Regions from separate parts of the Ovis aries genome. Here region 2 is linked to region 1. Evidence: chromatin contacts called from public Hi-C data. All regions are on one chromosome and are shown on one strand. The core of a region is the stretch at or near the end of the contact, and the rest is flanking DNA. Distances in the headings are between cores, read along the strand shown.

The links. A called contact is a pair of places that touch in the nucleus more often than the background predicts.
Region 2: a Hi-C map of hypothalamus shows a contact between it and region 1, with 4 times the contacts expected there. The contact joins the promoter of UTP4 here to the promoter of HAS3 in region 1. A contact is called at or near these places in 2 of 16 Hi-C or Micro-C datasets (hypothalamus and liver).

Annotation. Positions count from the first base shown.
Region 1 is chr14:35,685,218-35,693,021 of ARS-UI_Ramb_v3.0, reverse strand. HAS3 (hyaluronan synthase 3) reads right to left here and starts at 4,919. Exons shown (of 19, transcript XM_060398431.1): 1 at 4,801-4,919. The coding sequence starts at 4,897. It overlaps CDH1 (cadherin 1), which reads right to left. Exons shown (of 16, transcript XM_027978118.2): 16 at 7,109-7,804. TRNAG-CCC (transfer RNA glycine (anticodon CCC)) reads left to right here and starts at 1,683; the gene lies at 1,683-1,755.
Region 2 is chr14:35,902,622-35,910,425 of ARS-UI_Ramb_v3.0, reverse strand. UTP4 (UTP4 small subunit processome component) reads right to left here and starts at 4,473. Exons shown (of 18, transcript XM_042231846.2): 1 at 4,400-4,473; 2 at 2,622-2,728; 3 at 259-450. The coding sequence starts at 291. It overlaps CHTF8 (chromosome transmission fidelity factor 8), which reads left to right and starts at 4,502. Exons shown (of 4, transcript XM_015100514.3): 1 at 4,502-4,602.

The DNA.
Region 1 (7,804 bases), core at 3,670-6,169:
GTGAGAATCAGAAGAGTAAGATTTTTCAGGACTTCTCTAAGACTGTTCAGGGCAAGTGTTCTGACTCACTGGCATGAATATCTGTTGTCTTTAAGTAATATACACCTAAACAGGAAATGAGTGCTTTCATAGATTGTTGCCACTAATGATTAAGATCAATAAACAATCTCTAAGTAACTTCCTGTGACTTTATAAGATCTTGGAACTTAAATGGGACACAAAGAAAGTGATTAAAAAAAGCTACTAGCCCTTTTTTCTTAAGAGCCCCTTATAAAGTGGTCTCCTCTGCCCTCTTCTGGTGATAGAAATAAAAGCTACTTGAAAATAAACATGGCATTCTGGGAGCAGCAGTTCTCAAAAGTGGGGTACAGGGTCTCAGGTTTTGAGGGCCTCCCCAAGAATTCTCTCAGAAAATCAGCAAGGTCAAAACTATTTTCATATTAATACTAAGACAGTGCCTTTTATGTTCTCATTCTTTCTTGAGTGTACCAAGTATGAAAATAATGTCATTGAGTTCATATTCTATATTAAAATCAACCTTTTAAGAAATTACCTCTTGTTGAGTTTTAAAGACGAATACACAGTTATCTGAAAAGATGATGGAAATTTCCTCCCTTTCCACTTAAATATATAGATGTGTGAGTCTAGATATCCATCCATTTCAATAAAAAAACCTGTCATGACAGATTGAACACAGAAGCAAATATGAAAACCCAGCTCTCTTCTAATAAGTCAGACAGCTAAGATTTGCAAAAGTGTAATAAAACAATGCCATTCAAAAGTAAAACAATGTTACTCTTCCAACTGTTATTTCAGAAAAATATATTTTTTTATGTTAACATGTAACAGGTTTTGTTACTGTTGCATTTAAATAAATTTAAAAGAGTTCTCTTAAACTCTTAATTTGTAATACAGTAAATATTGATATACATAACCCACATAAAAGCTCTTTTAAGTCCTCAACACTTTTTAAGAGTGTAGGAGTACTGAAACCAAAAAGTTTGAGATCTGTAGCCTTAAAACAAAGTTTTTCAAACTAGAGTCATCTAGTGCTTCCGTAACTTTTTGACCATTTATTTTGAGCATCAGCTGTATTGTTATTTGCTTTATTCATTTATTTCTTCAAGTTAATCCTTTTAAACTTAAATTAGTAATAGTTAATATACTACCCTAAGGGATATGTATTTAATTCAATCCTTGCACCAACTCTGTGAGGTGTGTGTGTGTGTGTGTGTTGGCTGCTCAGTCGTGTCCGACTCTTTGCGACCCCATGGACTGTAGCTTGCCAGGCTCTGCTGTCCATGGGGATTCTCCAGGCAAGAATACTGGAGTAGGTTGCCATTGCCTTCTCCTCTGTGAGATGTAGAGTATTATATTAATATCCTTATTTCCAGATAAGAAGACTAAGGTTAAGGCATTTGCCAGAGAGCATATTCAACTCTGGCAACCCAGTTCGAGAATCCAAGCTCTTGATCACTATTTGAAGCTTTTCAGCCTCAAAATGTTTCTCTACATACTGCCTACAACCATCCCCACCATGCTTTGGGAAATGCTCCCCTCATAAACAAAGTTATTTATTCTTCCCACCACCAATTTAAAAGTCTATGCTTGTGACATTTAAAAGCAGACTTCATAATTTCTGTGGTACTTTTTAGTAAATTCAAACTGTAAAGTAAGGGACTTTACTGGTGGTCCAGTGGCTAAGATGCTGCACTCCCAATGCAGGGGGCCCAGGTTCGACCCCTGGTCAGGAAATTAGATCCCACATGCCACAAGAAAGATCAAAGATTCTGCATGACACAACCAAGACCTGGTGCAGCCAAATATATATATGTGATACAGCTTCATCATATACAAATCACCAAAATTACAGCCCCCCAGTTCAGTTCAGTTCAGTTGCGTCCGACTCTTTCCGACCCCGTGAATTGCAGCACACCAGGCCTCCCTGTCCATCACCAACTCCCAGAGTTCACTCAAACTCATGTCCATCGAGTCGGTGATGCCATCCAGCCATCTCATCCTCTGTCGGACCCCTCTCCTCCTGCCCCCAATCCCTCCCAGCATCAGAGTCTTTTCCAATGAGTCAACTCTTCTCATGAGGTGGCCAAAGCCCCCCAACCACCACATAATTCAATTTTAATGACTGAGTTCAATGAACATATATTTAGTCTGGCAAGTTATCATTATTTTTTTTAGGAAAACTACTGCTAAAATGCTGGGAAAGACCAAGGGCGAGAAGTGGGGAACAGAGGATGAGACAGTTGGATGGCATTATCAACTCAATGGACATGAGTTTGAGCAAATTCCGGGAGGTAGTGAAGGACAGAGAAGCCTGGCATGCTGCAGTTCACGGCGTCACAAAGAGTCAGACACAACTTAGCAACTGAACAACTGCTGAGATGACCTCAAGCAAAACTTCACTAAAACTAACAACCCCTTTCCAATTCTGCTTAACACACTTCCTAATAAGGGAAGTGGAGCTATTACTCTTACTTGCCCCACAACTGAGAACAGAAATGGAAGGCAGGTGAAGAGAAAATACTTAATCCTGTAGACCTTTTAATAGCTCAAAAGGGAAAGACTCGGTATCTTCCTTCCTTCCTGTTTATTCAATTACCATCTAGACTGAATTCTCCTTCCTCAGATAACTCCTAACTAACTAACCAACTGCTACCTGTACCCTCCATTCACCACCAGTATTAATATCATCTGCTATGTTGAATATATTGGCCTGTATGCGGAGTGGGGCTTCCTCATGGGCTCAGCAGTAAAAAAAAAAAAAAAAATTGTTTCCTGCAGCGCAGGAGACACAGTGATCCCTGGGTTGGGAAGATCTCCTAGAGGAGGAAATGGCAACCCGCTCCAGTGTTCTTGCCTTGGAAATACCACTGACAGAGGAGCCTGGCAGGCTACAGTCCAAAGGGTCTCAAAGAATTGGACACAACTGAGCGACTGAGTACACTATATTTGGAGTACTATCTCCCCAAACAAGATACTTGAGAGCACAAGTTGTTAAATAATATTTCTATCTCCAAAAATCACTGGGGACAGAATACTACATACAGTTGACTCTCAGTAAATATAACCTCACAAGCAGTCAATTGAAAAGACCAAAAGAAGTTGAACTAGCTGGAGGTACTTTTACAAATACTTTCATCTTGTCTCAACACCCTCTGTCCGTCAGGAACATATGAATACTTACTACACACAGGTATTTTTGTAATTCCTTCAGCAGCTGATATGATAAAAGAAAACAGCAGAAAGATTCACACAACATAACCTATTCACACAACATAACCGAGTCTTTCTGTGAAAATAATATCATTTTACCAAATTATTCTTTTTCAAATAATAATGCTTGATTTCTCTTAAGCTAAATGAATACATGTAGAAACTCCACCACATGCTCTGAGAGTTAGAGAGGGTCTTCCAAAAACGAAGTGTGTGTGCTTTGTGACAGATGACTACTTCCAGACTATTTAACTTATTTAATCCCTGTCCTCACTAATGTTCTAGATAGTTGTAGTTGCTAGACAAGCAACCTCTCCACTAACAAGTTAAAAATGTATTTTGCAGTTTAATTCTTCACTGTGGCAAAGTAGTATATATAGTTCCATACTACAGTTGAAGGCATCTGAAATTCAAATCCTAACTCTACCAACTTAGGAGATTGGCATTGGGCGATTTCCAATATACCTGAGCCTTGGTTCCTTCATCTGTAAAATGGAATACAAGTAATACCTAAATCATGGAATTGTTGTGAGGATAAAAAGATCCATACATAAATAGCACACTATAGGGGTTGACACTTAGCAGGCACTCAGTTTTTTTTTTTTTTTTTTTTTTTCCTTTTTGCTCATAATTCTCAGCTGGTGGATCTTAGTTCCCCCACCAGGGATTGACTGGGGCCCTCCACAGTGAAACCAGGGAGTCCTAACCACTGGACTGGCAGGGAATTCCCCCTACTAGCTTTCACTTGCCCCTAGTACGATACACTTACTGTTTCCCGACTTTTCTAAGTTTGGGGTGGAGGTGGGGGAATCTCAAAATGTGAGACTGGGAACATAATCTTCCCGTACCTTACCTTCCTCACCCTACAAACCCCTTCCTCCAAATTGTACACTCTAATTTAAAGTAGGGCCCTATTTCATATGTATCTTCCCCAAAGCTCCAGATAACATCAGAGGCTCCATACTGAATAATCTGCTTTGGTCTGACAAGAGGGTTCGGTAGACTTCGGTTCTAAGTTCGTGTTCTGCCTCTAACCTGACCATCTGATCTTGATCAGGTTATTTATTCTCTTTGATGAGCCAGGGGTATCCTCAGGAGTAAAAGGATCCTTTGAGTGCCAGGCTACACCACTCCCAAGGTCCCTTCTGATTCTAAACTGGGAAAGATTAAAACTGACTGTAAATCTCTAAATCCTCTCCCCCAAACGCAGCTCAAACGTCACTGCTTCCTTTCTCTGGACTCCTTGGCACTCTGTACAAATGTCCAGTGTCCACATCAGATCCTGCGCTCTCAAGAAGCTCGGACCTCTTTGAGGCAGCTCTGGGAGACTCTCTGAGGCTGTGGTTGCAGTCCTCACAGAGCTGCAGTAAGGACGGATGAGAACACGTACCCACGGTGCTTAACACAGTGCCTGGCCCAAGGTAACCGCTCGAGATACTTCGGCTAGTATCAATATTCAACGGTTCCCATCCCTCCTTGAACCTCGGTTTCCTCAAGGGTAAAATGACGCTGGACAGACCCTGCCCAAAGGCCCCAGGTGCAGCCCGGCGCCGAATTCCGTCCTCTCACCTCCCGGGCTCAGCAGCAGCTTCAACGCCTCCAAAATCTGCTCCAGACCACACTTTTCCAGAACCCTGATGCCAGCAGCCTGACTGACCGCCGCCATGACTGAAGCGCAAAGCTCTACTGGCGAGCTGCGCATGCGCCTTAGCGGAACGGTGCCGCTGCCGGGTGGCGCGTGGCCGACGCACTAGGGGCGGGATCGACTCGGCTGGGAACGCCCCCTTTGGGAAAAAATGTTTTTCTCTCGCCAGCTGTATTTCCTTGGGGTAGGGGAAGTAAAAATAGCTAACGCAAACTGTCAACGTGCACGATTTGAGAAACTCAACGTGATTAACTTCTGTATAAAGGATGAGAAGTAGTTTATAAAATAATATGAATTTTATTCAGTATGAAAACAATTGGTCATCAAAACACTGAAGTAGTGAAGTAATCAGATGCTGCACCTTCTTATAATGAAGTTCGGTATGTAAAATAATACTCAAATTGTTTAACTTCTTCAGTAGTGATATTTGTGCTTCCCTGGTAGTTCAGACGGTAAAGCGTCTGCCTACAATGTGGGAGCCCCGGGTTCGATCCCTGGGTCGGGAAGATCCCCTGGAGAAGGAAATGGCAACCCACTCCAGTATTCATGCCTGGAAAATCCCGTGGACTGAGGAGCCTGGTGGGCTCCAGTCCATGGGGTTGCAAAGAGTCGGACACGACTGAGCGACTTCACTTCACTTCAGTGATATTTAAAAACTGCTACACACACACACCTATTGCAAATAGCTGCAAATATTGTTCTTGATATGATTTCTTAAATGGACTAAGTACTACTGCTGCTGCTAAGTCGCTTCAGCGTGTCCGACTCTGTGCGACCCCATGGACTGCAGCCCACCAGGCTCCTCCATCCATGGGATTTTCCAGGCAAGAGTACTGGAGTGGGGTGCCATTGCCTTCTCTCTTTGCTCTATTCAGACATCCCTGGAAAATTCAGTGTTTGTTAAAATCGTGCCACATCAGAATTGTGTTAATATGTAAAACAGAATGGGTTGGAGATATATCATCACTAACAACTTTTCCACTTACAGAAATCCTGGTGGGACATTCAAAATTCATATTGTCTGAAAGAAAGTGAAAGTGAAGTCGCTCGGTAGTGTCCGACTCTTTGCTACCCCCATGGACTGTAGCCCACCCGGCTTCTCCATCCATGGAATTTTCCAGGCATGAGTGCTGGAGTGGGTTGCCATTTCCTTCTCCAGGGGATCTTCCCAACCCAGGGATTGAACCCGGGTCTCCCGCATTGCAGGCAGACGCTTTACCATCTGAGCCACCAGGGAATGGCATGCTGGAAATCAAGGACAATGTTTCTGAGGGCAAGACTACCATGCCTGCCTCTCCTTTCATTAAAAGTCACTAACCTCGCCTACCATTGCCACAACCGGCTCCAACACCCACTCTGTGAGACTGCGCCCAAGAGGCTGTCCTGCTTCTTTTTGAGATCCTTTGAGTTAGCCTGACGTCATGACTGATGACTGCTCTTCAGTACCTAGCTGCTGAAAGCCTTGGGAAATGGGATGTGTTCATATGCAAGACCATGCCACTGGGGGAAGAAATGGTTCATTTAACTCTCTCCTCCGTGAGTCAGGCCCCTTCCTAGTCACTCCCATTTCTCTGGACTCCAGCCCTATGTCATCACAGCCATTTCCTACTCTCAAAGGTAACAGAATCATTTCCACGAGGCTATCTTGGGGAATCAAAGTGATACTGTTCTCAAGTATTTAGCAATGTCTGCCACACAAGGAATGCTTAATAAATTGCACCTGGATCTTCATCTCTTCCTTAAATAAAACCTGCTAAAACACCTTTAAACTGGAAACTACATTTTTCAAAAAATATTTATTTATTTGGCTGCACCAGGTCTTAGTTGTGGCAGGTGGGATCTTTAGTTGCAGCATGTGGGATCTAGTTTCCTGACCAAGGATCAAACTCAAGCCTCCTGCATTGGCAGCACAGAGTGTTAGCCACTGGACTGCCAGGGAAACCCCAGCCTTGCTTCTTTCTATCCCTCTGTGCAACCCACAGTAGCTTCCCCCTGACAAAGAGATTTTATTGGTTTCACCACAAGCCACATCACATGCCACATGGATGGATATCCTTCAAATAAACTGACCTTAGAAACACAGTTTCCCTTTCCCCCTATTCAGCCCCAACAGAATGACACAAAGTTCAGGAATAGATATTTTAATATGAAGCTTCGCTCTCCATGTTTTGAATGAGCTTACCTACCATTTGTCTGACCTGGGATTGTGCAATCAAATAAAAGAAGTTTGACAATGGTGTAACAAAATTCTTTAATAAAATTTATAAAAAAACAAATAAGAATAATTTTTGCAGCTTGAATTGCTTTCCTTTTCCACTCCCAAAGAAAATACAAAATTGTCTGCACCCATACACATATTACACTCAAAACTATAGTGACATTCTCTATGTAGAACTACATTAGAGTTTAAATTGCTGAAAAATCAAGACAGTTCTAAGAAGTGGTTGGGAGATGTTCCTTTTCTTCTAAAAACAGTTGATAGGTAGGGAAGTAATTCAGATTAAATTCTTGTCTATGGTTGTCAAAATTTTCTTAAAAGATGCATTTCAACTAAAAGAAGATCCAAATTAATGTACTCCCTACCCCCACCTTCCTTTGCTAACACCCTTTCAGTGAGTGTTTTCTTCCTCTGCAAAGGAAAAACAAATTGGATTTGAAAAATATTCTCAAGTTTCATAGCTGAAATTTGGGGCAAATGTGTCCAGACCAGCTAGCATTTTCTATAAATACCAACAAAAGCGGGCTCGGGGATTCTGTGCTTTGGGTCCAAGGATCCTGGCAAATACATGTTGAGATTCCTCTAGTTCAGAATTTCCAGGGGGGTGGAGGTAGAGCCACCTCAACTGTCTTCAGCCTCAGTTGGCTCAATTGCCAGGCTTAGTGACAACTGCCCCTGCCATCTCCAAGCCCATTTTTCACACTTGCCCT
Region 2 (7,804 bases), core at 3,224-5,723, 220 kb before region 1:
AATGAACAAACAAGATCCAAAGTAGAAGCAGAAAGGGTGCAAAAGGACAAGGGATTTTTACATCTCCAGTAATAACCCCAATCGTGTATCTCCTATTGGAATCCAGGTACAATTGATTGCTTGGTTGCTGGAATTCGGCTCAGACTGGAATTGCGACTGGCCACAACATAACTTTACCTTCCTATGAACACAGGGAAGCAAGTGTAAATGGGCTCAAGAGGAAATCTCGGTTTGGATGACTAATAGTTGCGTACTGACCAAAAGTTGAGAGCCACTGGGGCTGGCGGCCATGCTCCAGATGGGCCCTCCAAAGGCATCCACAGCATACTTGATGGTCAATGCCTGTAAATCATACTCGATAATTTCTCCATTGAGTCCAGCACTAAACAGTCGCTGTCCTTTCGCCCAGCACAGAGCTTCTGTGGCCCGAGACTCATGACCTGGGAAAAACTACAGAAACACAATAACTTCTCAACCCACCGTGAATTCACCAGCTGCCAGCACTGAGTGATCACAGGTAAACGGGGAAAATTAAAATGCCCCTCTAGAAATAACTTAGTGTGGAATTTCACACTATCTGAAGATCATGATACTGATATTTTCATTTTTTTAGGCTCACATTTTAGTTATACGGTTGGTTTTGTTTCTTTTTCTAGGACTAGTTCTGCAAAATGTTTCAGACAATAAAGTCTGCAAGTAATTGTATTTGATGTCATCTGATTTTTAAAGGTCATTGTAGTGATCTTGATCGATGCTTTCAAAGGTGTATATGTGTCAAAAGTTATCAATATGTATACTTTGAAAACATGTTGCTTACTGTGGGCCAATTTCACCAATAAATGTTGTCTAAAAAATGAAAATAAAAGAAATGAATGCAGCTCACTCCAGCTTTTCATTCAAGTCTCAGATTTCTAAGTGTTTTCTTCTTGCTCAAAAAGCATTCATACAATCAAGGAATTTTATTCTTATAGCTGCTTGCCACCAAAGGGAATGAAAGTGAAAGTGAAGTTGCTCAGTCCTGCCTGACTCTTCATGACCCCCTAGACTGCAGCCTACCAGGCTCCTCCGTCCATGGGATTTTCAAGGCAAGAGTACTGGAGTGGGTTGCCACTGCCTTCTCCGGGAGAGATACAATTTTTCCTAGCTGAACTTGAAAAAGCAGAGCATCTGTAAATGGTCTGCCCAAATTGCCAAAGTCAATGACACAAATTGAAGATAACTCTCCTTACTACTAGTCCCTACTCTTCACTCTCATGATCTGACAGTGATCACCCAAGCTAATCAATCTTGAATAGCCAGGAAGGGAACAAGGAAACAAAGTGGAAGACTAGACTGAATTAATTGTTCAAGAAAACAGAAAACCGATGGGAGTGGAAAATAAGATGTACTAGGTAAAGACCCGTTGAACATGTATTAACTCAGTGATGCCTTTGTATTAAGCACTTGCTAAATGCTGGGAATACAGCCATATCACTGACAAGATCCCTTTTTCATAAAATTGGAAGTTCAGGAGGGAAGAAGACATTAAACAAATATATAAACAATTATATAGTTGCAACAATAATAACAAGAAAAATCACAGGATACAACAAGCGCGCATCACAGCATGTTTTTCATGCTATAGAATGGGACTCATTTTTGGTGACCAGTGATTTCTTAACTCTTGTTATTGCTTCAGGGGTCAGCTCAGGTAAGTCATCCCTTTCCAGGAATCCTAAACCCACCTCATCAGAGCAAGGCACCTCTCTACTAAGATTCTATGCCCATGCTTAGGTCTATCATAAAACTGACCACACTATTTCAAACCGTATACTCATCTTTCCCCCACTGGATTTTGAGCTCCTTTGAAGGTAGGGCCTCTGACATTCATCTTAATGCCTAATGCTTGCAGTCATTTAGAAATAGTTACAGAGTACCTAAATTCCAAGTACTACGCTGCAAGACACTGCATTCATTTTTCCTTCTATTCATCTGTATCATGGTGTTGAGGGCATGCAAGGCACTCAGTAAATGTGAACTGAATTATTTTGCTGCATCTGAAATCTGTAATCAGAGACTTTGAAAAATAGGCTGCTGTAATAGCCCTGTGCATATACCCAAATGATATTTTACCTAATTTAAAATCGTCTTTAGTTCCAAACATTAGGTATATAAATCTACCTTCTCTCAAATAGATAATTTAGGAATTCATCTTCTTGCTATCACATCACCAAAAAGTTTGATATTAAAACATCTCATCATTTTTTTCTGAATTAACAGTGAAATAGGTAATAACACAGCAGGAAAAGCCACTTTACTAAAGTTACAATGGTGCAGAGACTGATAGGAAGCAATGATCTTGACAACAGATCTAGTAAACATCAGTTTCCAAATGGCAGTAAGCACCACAATTCCTAGGTAGGCTCTTTCTAACCAACATTACATAGACTGAAGCTCTAAGTTTATCAGTCAGACAAGAGAGTGTATATTTGTTCTTTGTTTCTAAACAACAGAGAGAGTAGGGGAGAGTCATTTTCTTCTGATCTCCTTGAATACAAAAAAGACAGAAGATTTTGCAGAATTAAACTTAAGAAAAAAAAATTAACATCACCACCACCAAATCCGGCTCCCAAATGACTTACTTTCTCCTGAAAGTAGTTTGCTGACAAATTATAAATTTCCACAGTGCCATCTGTTCGTGAAACAGCCAATCTGTTTGACTGGTTATTGTAAGCCACACAGCGGATCCCTGATGGAACATAATTAAAGAAACGCACTCGATGGACATTAAATTCACCCATTCCTAGGAGGGGAGAAAAGAATCATTGTTAAACAGCAGTATATCACATCTCCTGTCTTTTATTACCACTCTTCTGGACTTCCCTCCTGGCTCAGATGGTAAAGAATCAGCCTGCAATGAGGGAGACCTGGGTTCCATCTCTGAGTTGGGAATATCCCCTGGAGGAGGGCATGGCAACCCACTCCAGTATTCTTGCCTGGAAAAGCCCCATGGACAGAGGCCCCTGGCCGGCTACAGTCCATAGGGTGGAAAAGAGTCGGCCACGACTGATTGACTAAGCGCAGCACAGTACCACGGTTCTATGTGGCAGACTCCAAATGTATCTCACTGAGGTTCATTTCTATTTTTCCCCATTTTTGGGGGGTGGGGAGAAGGCCAGGCAGGAACTGGGGGTGGGGAGGATATGGGGTCTTAGTTCCCCTGCCTCCGTCACTAGAAGCTCCCAGTCTTAATCCCTGGACCGCCTGGGAAGTCTGACTGAGGTTCATTTTAAAATATTCAACTAAAGATGCTTTAATGGTCCACACAGAATCTATCAAATAGTCTCCAGAAGCTCAGGATTCTTCCACAAAAAAAAATTCAAAAAGCAACACATAGAGCATCACCCAGCCTCCTAGCAATCCCGCAAACTGCCCAAAGGAAGTGCTCCAGGAAGAGAGGTGAGAATCTAAAACTTGATCTTAGAGCAAAAGACTGAACATAACCTCATTTTTTTACTGGGAGTGCGCGCTTGAATGGAGCCACAAGGAGCTGACCAAATGTATTCGAAAAGAAAGTGAAGTCGCTCAGTCGTGTCCAACTCTTTGCGACCCCATGGACTGTATGTAGCCTACCAGGTTCCTCCACCCATGGGATTTTCCAGGCAAGAATACTAGAGTGGGTTGCCACTTCCTTCTCCAGGAATTGTATTCGAGGCAGAACTAAAGTCTCCTTCGTATTTGGTGCGTGAGGTTTCTGGGGTTGGGGGTGGTTAAGAAGAGGATCAATACCTCGATCATTCTAAGAAAGCAAGAAATGTTGACAGTCTAAAGGAGTCTCTCAAAGTCAGGTCCGCAGAACTCCTAAACCAAAACGATCTCTAACAAGGCAGGATTCCGGGTACTAATCCATAGCTCTAGAATTCCAGTCTTTGGGGGTGGGAGGAGGTCAAGGAACCTGCATTTTGGCAAACATCTCCATCTCCACTGCATGCTAAGTCTGCAAATCACAGACTCAACTACGGTGGTGACGGTGGAGCTGATGGGCAGGAAAAACCAAGAGCTTCTTAGCGGGATGAAGCGACAGGACTGATCTGGCATCTGTCAATTACTTTCTCTATCCCCAGCTCCGCCGCCGCCAACAGACGCACTCGAGTCAGGTTCGCCCCTTTACTCATCTCCCTTCAAGGTGAAGAATCTGCCAGGAGAGAAGGCGCGTTCGGCCCAGCTAGGCTATGCGTGCTTCCGAGGCGCGCGAGGGCTCCGCCGCCCATTCCCTCTCCGGGGATGTCTGGAGTAGCCCCCACCCGGCCTCGGCAGAGGGGAATCGGCGAGTTTCCCGGGGGGCCGACCTAGAGCAAGCCGCACTCGCTAGATACAACCCCATTCCATCCCCACTACCTACGCCCCTTCCCCAACTCACCGGTGGAAGGGCTCGCCACTTAGGGAGCTCGCCTCTCTCCGCCCCGGCCCCACGTGCGCGCGCCCGCGTGTTCTGCCCCGGAAGTGCTCGCGGCGCAAGGCCGGAAGTGCGCAGGCAGTGCTCGCGGCGGCGGCGACGGCGGCGGGAGGTTCGGTTGTCGCCCGTTGGCCGCGCGGCGCCGCGATCGGCGGCCGCCATTGCAGGTCAGGCCGCGGGCAGGGAGCGCGGGAGGCCGCGGGGAGCGAGGGCTGAGCCGGGGATGGGGGGGCGAGGGTGCGAGGGAGCGGGAAGCTAGGAAGCTGGGGCCGGGCGGGGCGCGCGGCTCGAGGAGAAGAATGGCGAGCTGAGGGGCGGGGAGCAGCGGGCGGGGGAGGGGAGGCCGGGAAGGGGGAGGGGAGCGGGGAGGGCCGCGCAGAGGTGGGGGCGACCCAGAGGCGCCCTCGGGGTAGGAGAGCCGGGAATTGCGGAGAAGGGAGCGGTGCGGAGTCGGAAGGCGGAGGGAAGGGAGCGAGCTGGGCGGAGCGGGAGAAGGGCGGAAAGAGTGGCCGAGCGCGGGCGGAGGACGGAGAAGGGGGCAGCGCGGGCCGGAATCTCGAGGTATGTGCGGGAAGGGGCTTTTCCCTGGGTGGGGAGGGAACCCAGCACGCGATGCTTGCGAGAGTGGGGGAGACCTGGAACCCAGGAAGTAGCGGGAACATCAGAAAGGGTCTAAGCGGGGGGTAGGACCGTGAGTTCTTTGGAGGGGACATTTTTAAATCTTGGGGGGAAGAGGCTATTGGGAGCGGTAGATGGGAGGGTGACTGGAAGGAAGAGACTGTCTGGAGAGTGATCCAGCTGCTTTTGTGGGTGGAGTGAGAGGCCGGAGAAGAGTGGGGTGGAGTCGGGTCCTGGAGGAGCGAAGTACTTAAGAATTGGGGGACATAGGGAATGATTTGGAAGATGAGGGTGGTAGAGGAATAACGTTTAGAGCGATCTTTAGGAGGGTGAACGGTTTGGAAAGACCATTCTGGGGTTGGAGGGTGGAGTTTAAAATATAGTTTCCTTGGGAGGTAGGAGAAAGTCTTGGTAAGAGGTCCTAGAGAAAGTCGGGGGGGTCATGGGGTGGGGGTGGGGAAGAGAGGGGAAGCGGACGGAGAAGTCCCAGAAAGTGGGAGGGGCTAGAAATAGGAAGTGCTTGTAGCTCAATTTCCAGGGAGAGGAGGAGGGGGTCAGGGGAGATGGTGAAGATGGGGCTCGTGGGAGGGAAATCCAGTATAGAGGGAGACCTCAAGCAGAGCTAGACAAGAAGGGACTTTGGGCAACGGAGGGGCTCAGGGCAGTAAAAGGAGGAAGGGTAGATGGGGCCGCAGAGTAGCAGAAGATGGAGAAAACTGGAGTAACTCAGAACGACTGAAGCCATCTTTTCTACCTATTGTCTGCGAATACCAGTAATTGATTCCCTCCATCATGGGAATCTTAAAACATGATGGGAAAGTCCCACATGTATGCATAGTGTCCACACACGTTTTTGAACACACTGTTCACTAATGAAAAGTTCGGAAGCATTCAGTTCCACCTACCCTCCATGGCCCCTTGTCGGAGGAGAGCAGGCTTTTCATTTAGAAACTGGATTTTATCACTTAATAAGTCTGTCAAGAGACAAGGTCTTCCCTTGAAACTTAGATTATCCCCATCAGTCACAAAACCACAGTAACACTGCTAATAAAAGTAATCTGTATCCAGTTGTATGTAAAAGTTCATGAATTGTTCTTTTGCTGGAAAGGCACACAGAGAAATAGCTACCATGCTTAGAGAAGAAAACCTTCCAGAACTTAATCCCTGAAGCAGCTTGGTAAACCCTGCCTGCCATGTTTGAATTGTTCTCCCATCAATAAAGTAAACTTGACTTTATTCTTACAACATGCTGCTTTTATAAGATGTTTTAGTCCACTATAAAGATTAATAATTAAACAGTGTAAAGTCATTCTATTGGACATATACTAAGAAAATGCCATGTTCCTCCAGGTAATCAATAGCTTGACCCTAAGTTTTACCATATGTTAGGCACATGCTAAGGACTTTACATTCATAACTTCATTTAATAAAACAACCTTTTTGAGATAGGTTCTTTTTATGTTCAGTTTATTGGTGGAGAAACTGTGACATAAGATTACATTACCTCCATCATACATAGGCTAGAAAGATGGTAGACTCAGAAGGCAGTTCTGACAATGAATTCTCACTAAATCCCTGAACACAGAAGAGTCCTTGGGACTGAATAAGGACTCAGTAAATGCTAATTGTTGGCCCAGCAATTTGCAAATATAAATTTGTAAGGGCCTAATGAAAACAATTTTAAAAAGACTTTAGCTCTAATAAAATTTAATTCTGTGTAGTTGGGTTAAACCATTGAGTCAGAGCCCATTGTTTCCATAAAAGCTGCATGTTCTGTTTAATACTGTACATACCACACTTTCTGCTATATCTTATTTTGGGAGCTGTTACCATTATTAAGGATCCTTGCTCATTGCTATTCTCTGTTAAGCGCTTAGTAATATTAACAATTCAGAAACCGATGGATAAAAAATTTTGTAGATTAGATGAATCAGTGAGAAAGAATGCTCTGTTCTTTTGACTGACTGTCTAACAAGGAAACGGGTTTGGGCTATAATTTTGAATCCTGGAGCTGACCTTGAGTACATCTCTAGGGATTTTAGAAACTTAAGCCTCATCAATTGAATATGATGAAAAGCAGGCTTACTTGATTTCAGCTGCCTACACCACAGATGTCATAGTGGCAGTGTGTAAGATTTTCCTCATAGGTGGTTTATTTGCCATCCTGTGGTAGATGCTGTGAGAAAGGCAGTGTTTATAAAGCAAGTTCCTCTATAGACATGAGGCATGGTGGGTGGCGGGGGTGCTATGTGAGAGGACCGCAGGAAAGGATGGATTGTGGGGGAGTTACAGTCAGGTCATATTCCGAAGCAGCCACTCTCAGGTGTTAGACCAGTTACTTAACCTTTAGCTTCTCTACGCTTGTTTCCTCACTGTAAAAAGGCAGTGACAGACAGTGCCTTGTTTGCAGGATGAAAAAAAATCCAGGGAAATGTTCAGAGAGGTTTAGCTATGTAAGAAATGAAGCTTTCTGTATTAAAAATATAATGCCTTGCCTGAACTTTTCTTCCTAATTAAGAAACTGGTGGCACTTCGATTTTTCAGGTTTTTAATAACTTTAATAGTAACTGACTTCAAAATGACAGTTAAGATATATCCCAGATTTGGTCTGATTTCAGACAAACCTTTTGAGTTTTGATTAGGGCTCCCATTGTGAGTATGCATTTGTTTTGAGAAGAAGGGATTCCTTTGCTACTCTGTAGTTTGTTCAGGCCTCTTGAAGTATCCGGACTACTGTCTTAAGAAACAACA